Regions from separate parts of the Sus scrofa genome. Here all the other regions are linked to region 3. A link is a contact called in public HiChIP or PLAC-seq data. All regions are on one chromosome and are shown on one strand. Each heading gives the region's core, a stretch centred on a gene start, on an enhancer-like site or on the middle of the called end of the contact. The rest is flanking DNA. Distances are from core to core; before and after follow the strand shown. Region 1 has its middle 21 kb from the start of LPP. Region 2 has its middle 37 kb from the start of LPP. Region 3 overlaps LPP (lipoma-preferred partner).

The links. HiChIP or PLAC-seq counts read pairs in DNA pulled down with a chosen protein or histone mark.
Region 1: an H3K27ac HiChIP or PLAC-seq map of alveolar macrophages shows a contact between it and region 3. The contact joins two enhancer-like sites. A contact is called at or near these places in 1 of 47 Hi-C or Micro-C datasets (embryonic fibroblasts) and 1 of 2 datasets of contacts at active chromatin or transcription factors (alveolar macrophages).
Region 2: an H3K27ac HiChIP or PLAC-seq map of alveolar macrophages shows a contact between it and region 3. The contact joins two enhancer-like sites. A contact is called at or near these places in 1 of 47 Hi-C or Micro-C datasets (embryonic fibroblasts) and 1 of 2 datasets of contacts at active chromatin or transcription factors (alveolar macrophages).

Annotation. Positions count from the first base shown.
Region 1 is chr13:125,759,379-125,763,734 of Sscrofa11.1, forward strand. No RefSeq gene overlaps it. Among named protein-coding and RNA genes, the nearest start is that of LPP, 21 kb to the right of the region's middle. Within about 2 kb of position 2,328, at least 9 of the 83 cell types and tissues checked have an H3K27ac peak or open chromatin away from gene starts, as enhancers often do. A contact at or near this core is called in alveolar macrophages, where this site is marked.
Region 2 is chr13:125,743,340-125,747,709 of Sscrofa11.1, forward strand. No RefSeq gene overlaps it. Among named protein-coding and RNA genes, the nearest start is that of LPP, 37 kb to the right of the region's middle. Within about 2 kb of position 1,517, at least 11 of the 83 cell types and tissues checked have an H3K27ac peak or open chromatin away from gene starts, as enhancers often do. A contact at or near this core is called in alveolar macrophages and embryonic fibroblasts, where this site is marked.
Region 3 is chr13:126,095,436-126,100,058 of Sscrofa11.1, forward strand. The region is part of intron 4 of LPP (lipoma-preferred partner); the gene reads left to right. Among named protein-coding and RNA genes, the nearest start is that of MIR28, 180 kb to the right of the region's middle. Within about 2 kb of position 2,931, at least 18 of the 83 cell types and tissues checked have an H3K27ac peak or open chromatin away from gene starts, as enhancers often do. A contact at or near this core is called in alveolar macrophages and embryonic fibroblasts, where this site is marked.

The DNA.
Region 1 (4,356 bases), core at 1,078-3,577, 340 kb before region 3:
TATGCTACAATCTACCTCCTGCCACTTCCAACTTTTGATTCTTTTGATTCTAATCCCTGTACCTCTGGGGTCACAAGGGCAAGATCATTACTTTTCTAGGAGTTCTCAAAGAAAGAAAACCATTGCTTTTCTAACATTTGGGTGCAAGGGTTTCTACAAGAATGTTAAAACATAGGCTATTTCCAGTCACTAAAAAGTAATCATGAATATTGGTTTACGGTGACCATAAGTGGGCAGTTATATACATGTAGTGTATAATTTTTCTGTGGTTGAGCTTTAACTCAACTTTTAAGTCACCAGTTTCCAAACATGGCAGAGGTGAAAGGTCTGGGTTTAGATTCAGTAAACTCAGGTTAGACCCTTGCCCAGTCTGCCTGACCTCAAGCAAGTGTCTGAGCCTTGACCTCTCACCTGTGGAAAATGGAGATAACCATGGAGTTGCAGGCTCTGCAGTTAAAAAAAAAGTCTGGAGGAGTTCCCGTCGTGGCGCAGTGGTTAACGAATCCGACTAGGAACCATGAGGTTGCGGGTTCGGTCCCTGCCCTTGCTCAGTGGGTTAACGATCCGGTGTTGCCGTGAGCTGTGGTGTAGGTTGCAGACGCGGCTCGGATCCCGCGTTGCTGTGGCTCTGGCGTAGGCCGGTGGCTACAGCTCCGATTCAACCCCTAGCCTGGGAACCTCCATATGCCGCGGGAGCGGCCCAAGAAATAGTAACAACAACAACAACAACAACAACAACAACAAAAAAAAAAGTCTGGAAATCTGACTTCACGTGTGTGTGGAAGGGAGTGGGAGTTCACTAACTCACTTTAGTTCCTGTCTGAGAGTGAACTGTATGAGCTATGTAAGTGTCATTGCACTCATTTGTAGGGACTGAATCCTTCCTTCAAAATATATCTTAATTGGGTCTTCCCTATTTAAACATTGTTAAAAGGGAAGGTTGGAGTGACGGCCCCCAGGTCATTTCTAAGTCTGTGATACCAAGTTTGAAAACCCCTGAATTTATGACTCTAGTCAGCACTAAAGAATCTTTTTATTACAAACCACAAAAGATGCTGAAAGTAGTTGGTAAACTATGAACTGGACTCAAAATGTAAAAATCATTATGAATTATTTTGAAAAGCCAAGTCTTTGTAAATCCTGAGTATGTAGTTACTTCATCCTCACAAAAAGCCAGCGCCTCTGCAGTTAAAAATCTGTTCCTCAGAACCATCCGTTACATTATTTTTCTCTGTGGTGAGCTTGTGCCCACAGTCTAAAATGGACACTTTCATTTCAGACCCATTTTATTTTATTTTATTTTATTTCCATTTTTAATTTTTTACTTTTTAGAGCCACACCTGTGGCATATGGAAGTTCCCAGGCTAGGGTTACGCCACAGCCACAGCGACGCCAGATCCCAGCCACCTCTGTGACCTACACTGCAGCTTGTGGCAATGCATGATCCTTAACCCACTGAGTGAGGTCAAGGATGGAACCTGCATCCTCATGGATGCTAGTCAGGTTCATAATCTGCTGAGCCACAATGGGAACTCTTCAGACCCATTTTGAAAGGCCCAGAGAGCTTGTCAACAGTCCAGATATCTTCACTAAAATAAGGGCTACTATTTCTTTCAGTGTTATGCATTATACGTATCCTTTAGTCTATGCTATGTAATAAGCCCGTTCAAAACCTTAGTGACCTCAAACAGTCATTAGCTCACAATTCTCGTGGTCAGTGATTCGGGCTGGGTTTAGCTGTGTGGTCATTCTGATGACCTTGCCTGGATACACTCATGCAATTCCAGTCAATTGGCAAGTCTGCTTGGAGCTGATTGCTGCTGGCTTATAGCAAGGCTGTGTGCCTGCATTGTTTAGCAGGTTAGCTCAGGCTTTTTCACATAGAGTTGAGTTTTATACAAAGAGAGAGAGGGCAAAAGCAGAAGCTGTGAGGTTTCCCAAGGCCTAGACTCAGAAGTTGCAAAACATTGGAGTTCCTGTTGTGGCTCAGTGGTTAACAAATCTGACTAGGAACCATGAGGTCATGGGTTCGATCCCCGGCCATGCTCAGTGGGTTAACAATCCAGCATTGCTGTGAGCTATGGTGTAGACTGCAGACGCAGCTCGGATCCCGCATTGCTATGGCTATGGCATAGGCCGGTGGCTACAGCTCCAATTAGACCTCTAGCCTGGGAACCTCCATATGCCGAGGGAGCGGTCTTAGAAAAGGCAAAAAGACAAAAAAAAAAAAAAAAAAAAAAAGAAGTTGCAAAATATATGGCTGCTGTATTCTTGTATCAGTCAAAGTCATGAGGCCAGCTAGATTCAAAGGGTGACTAAGTAAATTCCTCTTCTTTGTGGGAGGAAGAGCAAAGTAACATTGTAAAGAGACTATTGTAGCTCTCTTTGCAAACACAGTACACCTCTAACCAATGTCAGTTTTTGCTTAGAGATACTACAATTGATTTTCTTACTCCTTGATATTTCAACAAGGTCTAACATATGATAAATGCAGTTTGGGATCCAAAATACATACAAGTTGTAGAGAGAGTGAAAATAAATCAGAATTCTTCAGTCATCGGTGCTACTGTAAAGCCTAATCTCCTGCCCACAGTGTCTTGAGGTCTGGCCTGTGCATCTGCTTGCCTCATTAACCTGAGGCTTCTCTTAGGATTGCAGTTTGTCACATGTTACTGGGAAATGACCCATGAAATTTCCTCTGCTGGAGGTCTCTTAACCCATGCATGGTAGAGCCAATGAAGTCTTTAGAAATGTCCTGTGCTTGCTCCTTGCTAGCAACAATTATCTGTCCATAAATGAAATTTGCCTCAGAGAGAAGTGGTCAAATTTATAAAAACATAAAAATGGGGAGTTCCTGTTGTGTCTCAGCAGAAACGAATCATAATTACCCCTCAGACTCTGGTTCAATGGATCTAGAGTAGGTATTCACAGAGTAGTAGAGAATATAAGGTATGAACAGGAAGGAAAATGTAATAAAATTGCTTTTAATATAATAAAAATGTGATAGAAGAGGTATAGCAAAAGCACTGTAGGTATTCAAAAAAAGGAAGATATTTTTAGCTGGAGAGGGAGAAATCTAGAAAGACTTTCTAGAGAAAGAAAACTTTGACTTGAACTTGAGCAGTTGAGATATATTACAGATGTACTGAGGGATCACCTATGGTTGAATGAAGAAAATAGAATGTCTCTATCTCTGGGGATGCAGCAGTGCTGATGATTGGTCTCTGGCCTGTGTTGGCCACAGCAAAGTGTTAGAAGGAGACCTCTCTTGACACCTTTTTTTTTTTTTTTTTTTTTTTTTTTTGCTTTTTTGGGCTTCACCTACAATATGGAAGCTCCTAGACTAGGTGTTGAATTGGAGTTGGAGTTGCAGCTACTGACCTACACCATAGCCACATAGCTGCAGCAATAGCAATGCAGGATCCAAGCCATGTCAGTGACATACACCACAGCTTATGGCAAGGCTGGATCCTTAACCCACTGAGCCAGGCCAGGGATGGAACCCACATCCTCATGGATACTGGTTGGATTCGTAACCTGCTGAGTCACAACAGAAACTCCTTTTGATATTTCTTATCTGCCACATATTTGAATGTCAACTCAAAGTCATTGATATGAATTCCAGAAGACATGACACATACATACATGGAAACCATCCCTAAACCATAAAATTGGAAATAAATGCTAGCTGTTTGTGTTCTAGTAGATTATGCGTTTCATATCATCCAGTTTACACAGCATAACTATGGCCCTAACAGATTATCAATAAAATTCACATGGAATGAATTAAAAATTGGTCACTTAATTGGATCTGGGGCTACACATTGCGAAGACTGACTTGCCTGACTCAGAACTAGAGTGCAAGAAAACTTCATTGTTGATGGTTTGTCATGATGATGATGGAGTTTCTCAGAGGCTAGGACTGCTGAGTCATGGGGGCTCATACACTGACAGTAAGGCAAAAGGTTATTTGGGGACAGCTGTAGCTGCAGAAGGTGTGTCTCCACTTGAGAAGGCAAACAATCAGAGGTGAAGCCTTTAGCTCTAGGTTGCTCTGGAAAAAATAAGGAATACTATAGCAGAAACTAGGTGATGTGCAAATCAAGAAAGATTCAGACTGCGCATTCTTGTAAATATTAAGCATTATTAATAGTTACAGTACTTTGACATTATAGTATTCAGAACACAACAACTGAAGTCCCTAAAAGCCAAACTTGGCTTTGTCATCATTTTTAGGATTACAGAAGGCTAGATTTGGAAGGGGCCTTAGAGAGCTCTTAATCCAAACTCATTTCTTCTAATTTTAGAGCAAATGGTTCCTCTGGAGCCCAGGAAGCAAGTTGCCCAAGGCAAGAT
Region 2 (4,370 bases), core at 267-2,766, 350 kb before region 3:
ATTTCAAGTGATTGCCTTGGTTTCCGATTGTTGCTCGGACAAATCACTCCAAAGTTACTAGCTTAAAATGACACTTTTTTTTTTTTTAACCATGGTATTCTATAGACCAGAGTCTGACAGGGGTCTTAATGGGCAAGATCTAGGTGTCAGCAGGATGTATGGTAGTTGTGCCTCCTAGTCTTTTCCAGATTCTAGAAGCTCCCCACACTCCTTGGATCATGGCCTCTCATTCTGTCTTCAAAGCAGCAATATCAGGCGTATCCTTCTCATACTGCCATCACTTTGGTTCTCTCTTACGATTTCCTCTTCCACTATAAAGTATTTTGGGGATAGCATAGGACCTACCTGAATAATCCAGGATGATTAAGGTCAGTTTATTAGCGACTTTGATTTCAACTGCCTCCTCAATTCCCCTTTGCCACATAACCTAAGATATTCACAGGTTCCAGAGATCGGGACATAGACACACAGTGGAAGAGAAATAAATTTCTATCTTATACAAACCACTGATTTTCAAGTCTTTGTTGCCCACAGCTGAGCCTAACGTATTCCTGTGACAGACACTTGTTGAATACCCACTGCCATGCCATGGTGGTGCTGGCTGGGGTCTGATAATACTGGATGATCTAATATTTCTGGTCCTCCAGAGGCCGTGAGACTCATCTTACAACATCACATGGCCCCAGAATCATCCACAAGCCCACAGTAATGCCACCAGAGAAGAAAGAGGCCATTCACCAATGAACTGACCACAGCTCCTGCTCCCCAGCCTCTCAGGTTTGCCTCAGCACAGAGAAGGATCAGGGTCAGGAAGAGACTTGCCCAGGTGTCCATAGAAGTTCATGGCATTGCCAAGACTAGAACCCAAGTCTCTGAATACCACTCCTCCATCACATTATTTTCCTGGGTTTTTCAAGGAAGGACATACTGGACATACTACCCTTGGTCCCTGGCACCCAGTCACAACCTCTGGCACAGGCCGAAGACCGTGTTTACCTCCATTGCAATGATTCCAGTGACATCAGAGACTTACAGAATTTGGCTGGCCTTTCTTTATTCTCTTTCTACCTCTGGGCTATGCATAGTGAAATTCTCTGATGGTATTCATTTTCCTGCCCTTCACACCCTCATGCTCCATTTTTCCTATTTGTTAAGTAAGTTCCTATGAGTACTTAATAGGACTTATGAGGTAACATGGATAGCCAAAGATCAAGTTAAGGGCTCAGGCTTGTGAAGTTATGTGATTCAGTGCCATCTTTGATTTTGTCCTCCTCTATCTCTCTGATTGTCAGCATTTCCATCTTGAAAAAAAAGGGGGGGGAGGAGACAGCAAATGTGCTTCAAAATACTTGCAAGGAACAGCTCATAAAACTCATTGTGAGGCACATTAGCACCGCACACAGTGTCATCTAACTGCTTATAATGAAATGTTGAGCAACTAGGAATCCAGCTCACCCCATCTGGCTCTGAGTCACACTCCCTAGTAACACTAAGTGAAAGTGAAGAGAACTTGCACCAGGCCAGGATACAAAGCCGGGAAGTGCCTGACAGCCAACCTCACATGGAGATGTGCCTGAGAGCCAGTGGACCTGGAAAACCTTCATAAAGCCATTTGCTTAAACCCTTTGCTCTGCTCTTCTTAAAGATCGATTTCCCAAGCTCTCTTTGGTAACTGTTTCTGGGTTACACACCCAGATAGTTGGAAAGACTTCCCTTATGTAATTCAAGTGTGTTTTCTTTGGCTCTGCCTTCAGTGGGAAGGGAAAAAATTTATTTGCATTTCCCCCATACCCCCACCTTTATAGTAATATCCTTTCTGATACCTCATGGCTGGTATTGAGATAGCTCTTCTATAGGACTTCTCAGTGTTCATTGCACATAAATGCAGTGGGGTGTGTGTGTGTGTGTGTGTGTGTGTGTGTGTGTGTGTGTGTGTGACATTTGCCAGGACTAGAACCCAGGTCTCTGAATACCACTCCTGCATCACATTATTTTCCTGGGTATTTTGATGAAGGACATATTGGACATAATCCCACAGGACAAACTCCCATAAGAGTGTTTTGTTGTTGCTGTTGTTGTTTTATGGCTGCACCTGCGGCATATGGAAGTTCCCAGGCCAGGGATTGAATCCAAGCCAAAGCTGCAACCTACACTGCAGCTGCAACAATACCAGATTCTTTAACACATTGTGCTGGGCCAGGGATCAAACCCACACCTCCACAGCAATCCGAGCCACTGCAGTCAGATTCTTAACCCACTACACTACAGTGGGACTCCCCCGTAAGAGTTTTCACATTGTGTTAAAAATGCTTGAGTCTGAGTGGTTTAGACCTGGATGAGATCTTATAGATCATTTCTTCAAAATATCTAAATTCTGCACATGAGAAGATTGTGGTTCTATATGGTCTTGCTCAAGGTTATACAATTAGTGTTGAGACAAAGAACTGTCAACCAGGCCTATGGAATTTTGATAATGATGTATCACTAGATAATATTTAGCTTATGCTAATTCCTAATTTTTACTTTCTTTGCATAATACCTCCTGATATTTGTAGAGCACTCATATTTATTTTGAGCAAAAGCAGTCATCCCCCTTCTTGTATAATAGTTGTTTACTCTTCTTCTGTCAGAGAACTCATTTTCCCTCAATTAAGCATAATCCTGCACATTCATGCCAACTTCTTTAACTTAAGGGGTCATATTGAATTGCAATTCTACTCTACTTGGTTTCATCTTAACTTTATGGAAGAGCTCCTATAAGCCAGTCGCTGTCACGTAGCACCTCATCTGATCCTCCAGACAACCCTATCTTAGGGATATTATTATTCACATCTTAGAGTGGAAACAAAATGAGTCAGAAAAAGATTAAGCAGTAGACCCAAGGCTGTCCATCTGCTGAGACCCATGTCTTCTCTTTTGTGCTTAGGACAGCATGTGACCTCTCACACAATGGCAGCCAACCCGCATAATTTTCTTCTAGCAGTAAGTCAAAGAATGGTGCTCTTTTTCCAACACACCTACCATGGAAGTAAATACTAAGTAGCATAATTAGCCAAGGCCAATAGGTAGAGAAAGTCACATACTCTTCAAGTTGAAGGTGAATGATAACTTCAACATTCCCCACAACAGAGGTTAGTGAGAAGAAAGTGTAACTTTTCCTTTCAATATATAGTCACAGCTATGTAAACAAGGAGGAAAATGAAGACGGTAGATGGTAGAAGATGCCTGGAGTCTGAATGAAGGAGTGGTTGTTTCTGAGGGGGATCAGGGAAAATGCCTTGGAGGAAGGCCCCAGGCATGCGTGAGCGGGAGGACTCAAAGAAGAAGACATCAGGGCACAGGCAGTTGAGCCAGATGTTAAGAGAAGGAGACCAAAGTGAGGACAGGTTTGGGAAAAGGCGTGAAATGAAGAACTCCTGAAATAACTGGGAGTAATAAGCTGGGGCGGGGGGAGATAGATAATTCTGGGTTTCCGTGTATCTGAAGGGTAACCAGTCTAAGGCAGGTGAGACTTGCTCTGTGAATTGAAAATTCCAAGTTATCGGTTAATTAGGTTATACACAGTCAGCAGTGGTCTCAGAAAAGCTAAGCCAAGAAGGAGGCACATGGTTTCTAACCATTAGACCTGCTCAGTAATGGCATGGCTTTCTTTGGAGAGAAAGCCACCCAGGAAACCCAGAGACCCCCCCCAGCCCAAGGAGCTGGGTTGTAGAAAGTATTTCTGCATTCTGGGGGGGATGGGCTTAGATAAACCCCAAAGGCACTTTCGTTTCTGATTTTCTAAAATTCCAAAAGCCCCACACAAGAAAGAACATTTCAGACTGGAGAACAACATGAGGGAGACTGGATCTCCTCAGAAGATGGGCCTTCCCTGTGCAAACAATGCTCTGTCTCCAAGTGAAAGGAATACTTTCCAAGGTACCATCCAGCCTGGGTCTTAAATTAGACCTAACAATGCTTTTGCATCTTATATTTTTTTACTGCCAAAAAAAAAAAAAACTTCAAGAAAATCATTACACTCCTTTTAACCTTCCATCCTAAATTTTACTGATTGTTGCATTAGAGGTGAATTTTGTACTGAATATATATCATTTGGCTGGTAAACTTATAGTCTGAGCTAATATACGCCACATCTGGAGTTCCCATCGTGGCTTAGAGGTTAGTGAACTTGACTAGCATCCATGAGGATGTGGGTTCGATCCCTGGCCTTACTCATTGGGTTCAGAATCCAGCATTGCCGTGAGCTATGGTATATATCACAAACACAGCTCAGATCCCACATTGCTGTGGCGATGGAGTAGGCTGTGGGTGCGTGGATTAAACTATTTTTTAAAAATCATATATATATAAACATTGGAATTCCCGTCATG
Region 3 (4,623 bases), core at 1,681-4,180:
TTCTATTTCTCTTATCTTCTGTTTTTTTGGGGACACTCAGATGAAAATAACCCATTTTGATAGCACTGTCTACATCAGTAAGTAAAGCTTTACCTTAAAAAATATATTTTTTGTAACATTATTTTAAAGTCCATATGCTTCTATTCTATTATGAATTCTCTATTTAGAGCAATAAGTAATTCCATGGCTTTCAATGGTATATTGGATGTATGATGTATATTGAAAAAGAGAATAGCAACTTTCCCCTGGACAGAGATATGAGGATTCAAGCCATAGCTAACTATGATATGGGGACTTGAGAGTCAAGATCCTGACTTCATATGACCTGCCTCAGAACTTCACAGAGGACCTGCCTGGCTCAGGCTCAGATATTCCATTGAGAGATGATGAAACACTTAAATAAAAAATAGTGCACCAGAAGAGTATTTACTGTGCACATCTAGGAGACTTCACCATTTTTATTTTCATTTTCCAACAAGCCATTTTCTTAAGTTGAAATGTGCCTGTTGGATTGTTATCATTTCCTTTTAGCTCATTGAAAGCCATACAGTGTCACTTTAATTCTCTTCTGATCCAGTGGAGATAGAAACCAGTTTGGGGCCTGGTGACTACTACCAAGAAGTAATTCTGTTATTATAGATTCTGTCAGTGAAATTTTCGCCCTTTCCTTCTCCCACCCTGTTTCTTTCCCTAAACTGGGATTTAAACCCCAGATTATCATGAACTTAAGTCATTTCAACTCTGTTGAAATGGTTCTTGCATGTTTCTGCCACCTCCCCTGATTCTCCAATGACTGCCCTTTTTCTGACAAGTTCTTCTACCTCTGTTAGGCAGGAAACACTTTTAATGGTTTGAACCTCCTTCTTCCACCAATTTTCACTAAAAATGAACTTCCACGTTTCCTCTGCTAGATCTGAAACTGTTCTCTCAGAACCCTGTTCTTTTTTTCTGTCCCTAATTTTTTAGGTAGCCACTCAGTCTTCTCCCTTTTGACCTTCTGTCTTCTCTCTGTAGAAGTCCCAACTTTCATAGAGTCAACTTCGATCCCTGTCTACTCAATGGCTTGAACTGGTTAGTTATGATTCTTGGCACTATGTCTTCCTTTGACAATGTTTGTGCCATTTATTCATAGAAAATCTTTCCACAGGGAAGACCTTCACCTTCTTTGCATTCAACATGTCCACAAATTCTACTCATCCTCTTCCCCCAAAACTTTCATTCTATTAGAGGTATTTCATTGTCTCTTAAATTCTAAAATCTGTGGTCATTATTAATATGTCTTACTTTTAAAATATTATCTATCACCAACATCTGAGCTGTCTATCTGTCTATCTGTCTGTCTGTCTATTTATCTGTCATCTATCTATCTGTATGTATTTGTTCAAAATGAGTTTCAGGTTTGTTCTAGTCTCTTCATTTCCCAGTATGATATCCTATCTCATTCCTTCTCCATCTCACAATAGAACTCATTGCTTTATGGGTCCCTCCCCTCCTTCAGCTGTACTTCGCTAACCCAATTAGTCTTCAAAAATTTTTATTTTCATCCTATGGCTTTTTGCTGACTGCTACATTAAATTTCCCCTCTTGGTTGATTTTCAGAGTACTCCAAGACCTTTAAACACACTTCACCTCCCACTGTGCTCTTTCTGTCTTCTCTTTTGTGAGACCAATGTCCTCATTGTCAACTTCTCATGCCGAGTTAATTTCCCTTGTGTGTTTCTTGCTCCCTGAAGCATCCTCATCTCTCAGCTGATGAGAAATACTCCCCATTTTTTTAAAGCTTGATCCATACCCTCTAATACCACCAGCTCATCCTGATCTCTCCCTTCTTTGCTTCCAGACCCTATTGACAGGGTGGTTTGGTATAGTGCCAGGAAGCCCTACTCTATTACTTATCAGTTGTGTTCCATCTTCACATGAAAAATGGGAACAATAGCTTAGAAAGTCATTTTGAAGATTAATTAAGGTAAAGAATTTAGAGTATCCAGTAGTATCTGGTTCATAGTAAAGGCTACAATGTATTAGTTAATGTATAAATCAGTTAATTACGTTTCATTTTCCTGCCACTGAATATATGCCTTTTTTGGGACTGATTTAATTATGCTATGTAACTACAAACTATATATCATAAAGCCAGAATCAAAATATGCCATAGGGGAGACCTATAGAAATCACTTAACATCACGAATTGTAGAGCCTCACCTTTTAAAGGCTCATAATCCAGCTCATCTTTCCTGTGATGCAGAAATGGATACCTAGATTTCTTAAGTCAGCTGCCCCAGATGACACATTTGGTAGGAGAGCTGGCCTCAACCCCAGATGGAGGTTTCTGGACTTACAGGTTTGAATGTTTTCAATTATCCTCTTGTTTATTCCCCTTTTAGAAACTGTTTGAAGGCTGGATTACAGCTCACATTCCTCCATCACCCATAGTCTTTAACCTCATTAAGGGATATGTGGTTGATAGTTGTGGATTTTTGATTCATTCCTTGTTTTGGCCATAAGAATTCTCTGGAAACATCTATGGAGTATGGATTATACATGGGCTTATCACCCTTTTGATGCTTTTAATACTGTTGTAAACATACAAAGGGTCCAACATGTACACTGCTGTGCCTTGGTTCAGTGTGGTGGGGAAAGCAAATGGGAGAGGAAGTTATATACATCTTGAGGAAATCAAGCTTTTCTATTTTTAGCCCTTGCTACTGTTTGAAAAGTACAGTCCTGTTCATGGCAGTCTGGCATGTGTTTCCTTAGTACCATTTCAAACAGGGAAAAAATAAATATGGGAATTTTTTGTAGTGAAAATAGTTACTTAGTGAAATCACGTAAGTTCCTTCTTTTCCTCTTGATGAAACCTCAAACCCACTAGGCACAGATTCCTCAACCTCAACTATGCATGTCAAAGGCTCATGCAGAGGAGGAAACTGCAGTCAGCAAAACCAAGTACAGCACAATGTGCTCTGGTGCCTGAGAGAGAGGCCAGGGAAGGCTGGGGGAGGGGAGGGTGAATTCCTCCGTCAGTGGAGTCTTAGCCACCTACCAGATGGTGCCCCTGGAGAAAACTGAATCCTGAACTATATAGATAGAGACACCTAGTGTCACAGCCCTTTGCTTAAACTGTTGCTCCTGCCTGAGTCTCAGCTCTTCTTTCCCTGAGTGCCTAACAGCCACTCCCCCAATTCAAATATGTAAATTGCTTCTCTTTAGCTGTTTAGATGACATTTTGGGGATTTTTCTAATCTGAGACTGTGTTAGTTCTCATAAGAGAACAGTAAAGAATCTTATGAAAGACAGGATAAACACCTGGTCTCTATTTATTTTATTCTATTGTTCTTTTCTTTTTTTCTTTCTTTAGCACCGCATGTGCAGCATTTGGAAGTTCCCAGGCTAGGGGTCGAATCAGAGCTGCAGCTGCCAGCCTACACCACAACCACGCAGGATCTGAGCAGCATCTGCAACCTACACCACCACTCATGGCAACACCAGATCCTTAACCCACTGAGTGAGGTCAGGGATTGAACCTGTGTCCTCATGGATACTAGTTGGGGTTGTTACCACTGAGCCACAATGGGAACTCCCACCTGGTCTCTATTTAGATGGATTTTCTATAACAGAGCAGGCCTTGGTCAGAAGAGGCAATGGTAGGGTGGTTTGGAGTCTACTGTATGAATTGAGGCAGACCAGACCCTGCATTAGGGTGATGGCCATGACCATGGTGAAGGTTGGCTAGAGTCCAGAGTCATTGGGAAAGAGGAAGGAATGACAAATGGAGGAGTCTGAGATACTTTTCAGGATCGTGACTTTCTTCAGTAAAGAGATATTTGCTTCCTATCCTAGTGTTTACCAAATAGGAAGTTCCTCTGAAAAGTGAGAACTCTGAGCTAAGTGCAATGTGAACCTTACTAAAGGAAATGTTGATACCGTAGAGAAAAGATTACGCCTCATTAAGGAGAGGGACTATACAGTCTCCAGATATAAACAACTCTACTTATATAAAATTGTGATGGTAGGGTGAGAATAATACATTGCTGTAATGAATGCTAATTTGTGGATATTGCTGTATTGTTGTCAATGTTTTTTAATTGAATATGTATTAATCTCCAACAGGGTGCTATGAATAATGCCAACTTACAGTTGATTTATCAGAAGACTTTATAAACACTAGTAAAATGGAAAGTCACAGCACCCCTTCAGGGTGGTAAATGTGGTTGCCATTTGTACAGATGAGGACAAGTGAAGTGGATTGTGTTTGCTCTGTTGGCACCGTGGGTGAGAATGTGAAACTGTCAAATGAGAGAAAAGTCTTTTCCCTGTCCCTGGGAACTGGGTTAGAATACATTAGTAAAGAGCTCTCCTTAAATGTGTTCAGAGTTGTGGGATTTTAATTAAATCATTCTGGTTATTGTTAGCACTTGCATTAGCACCTGATATCCAAATTCCAGGCCAGCAGATTTCAAATCAAGTATGGGAAAGAATTCGGGTGAGGCTTGCAAAGGGTTTGTTAAATGCAGATCACTAGGCCCTGCTCCCAAAGGTTCAGATTTGGTAAATCTGGAAAGGTGGGTGGGGGGCTAAGGATTTTCCCTTTTTTTTTTTTTTTTGGTCTTTTTGCCATTTCTA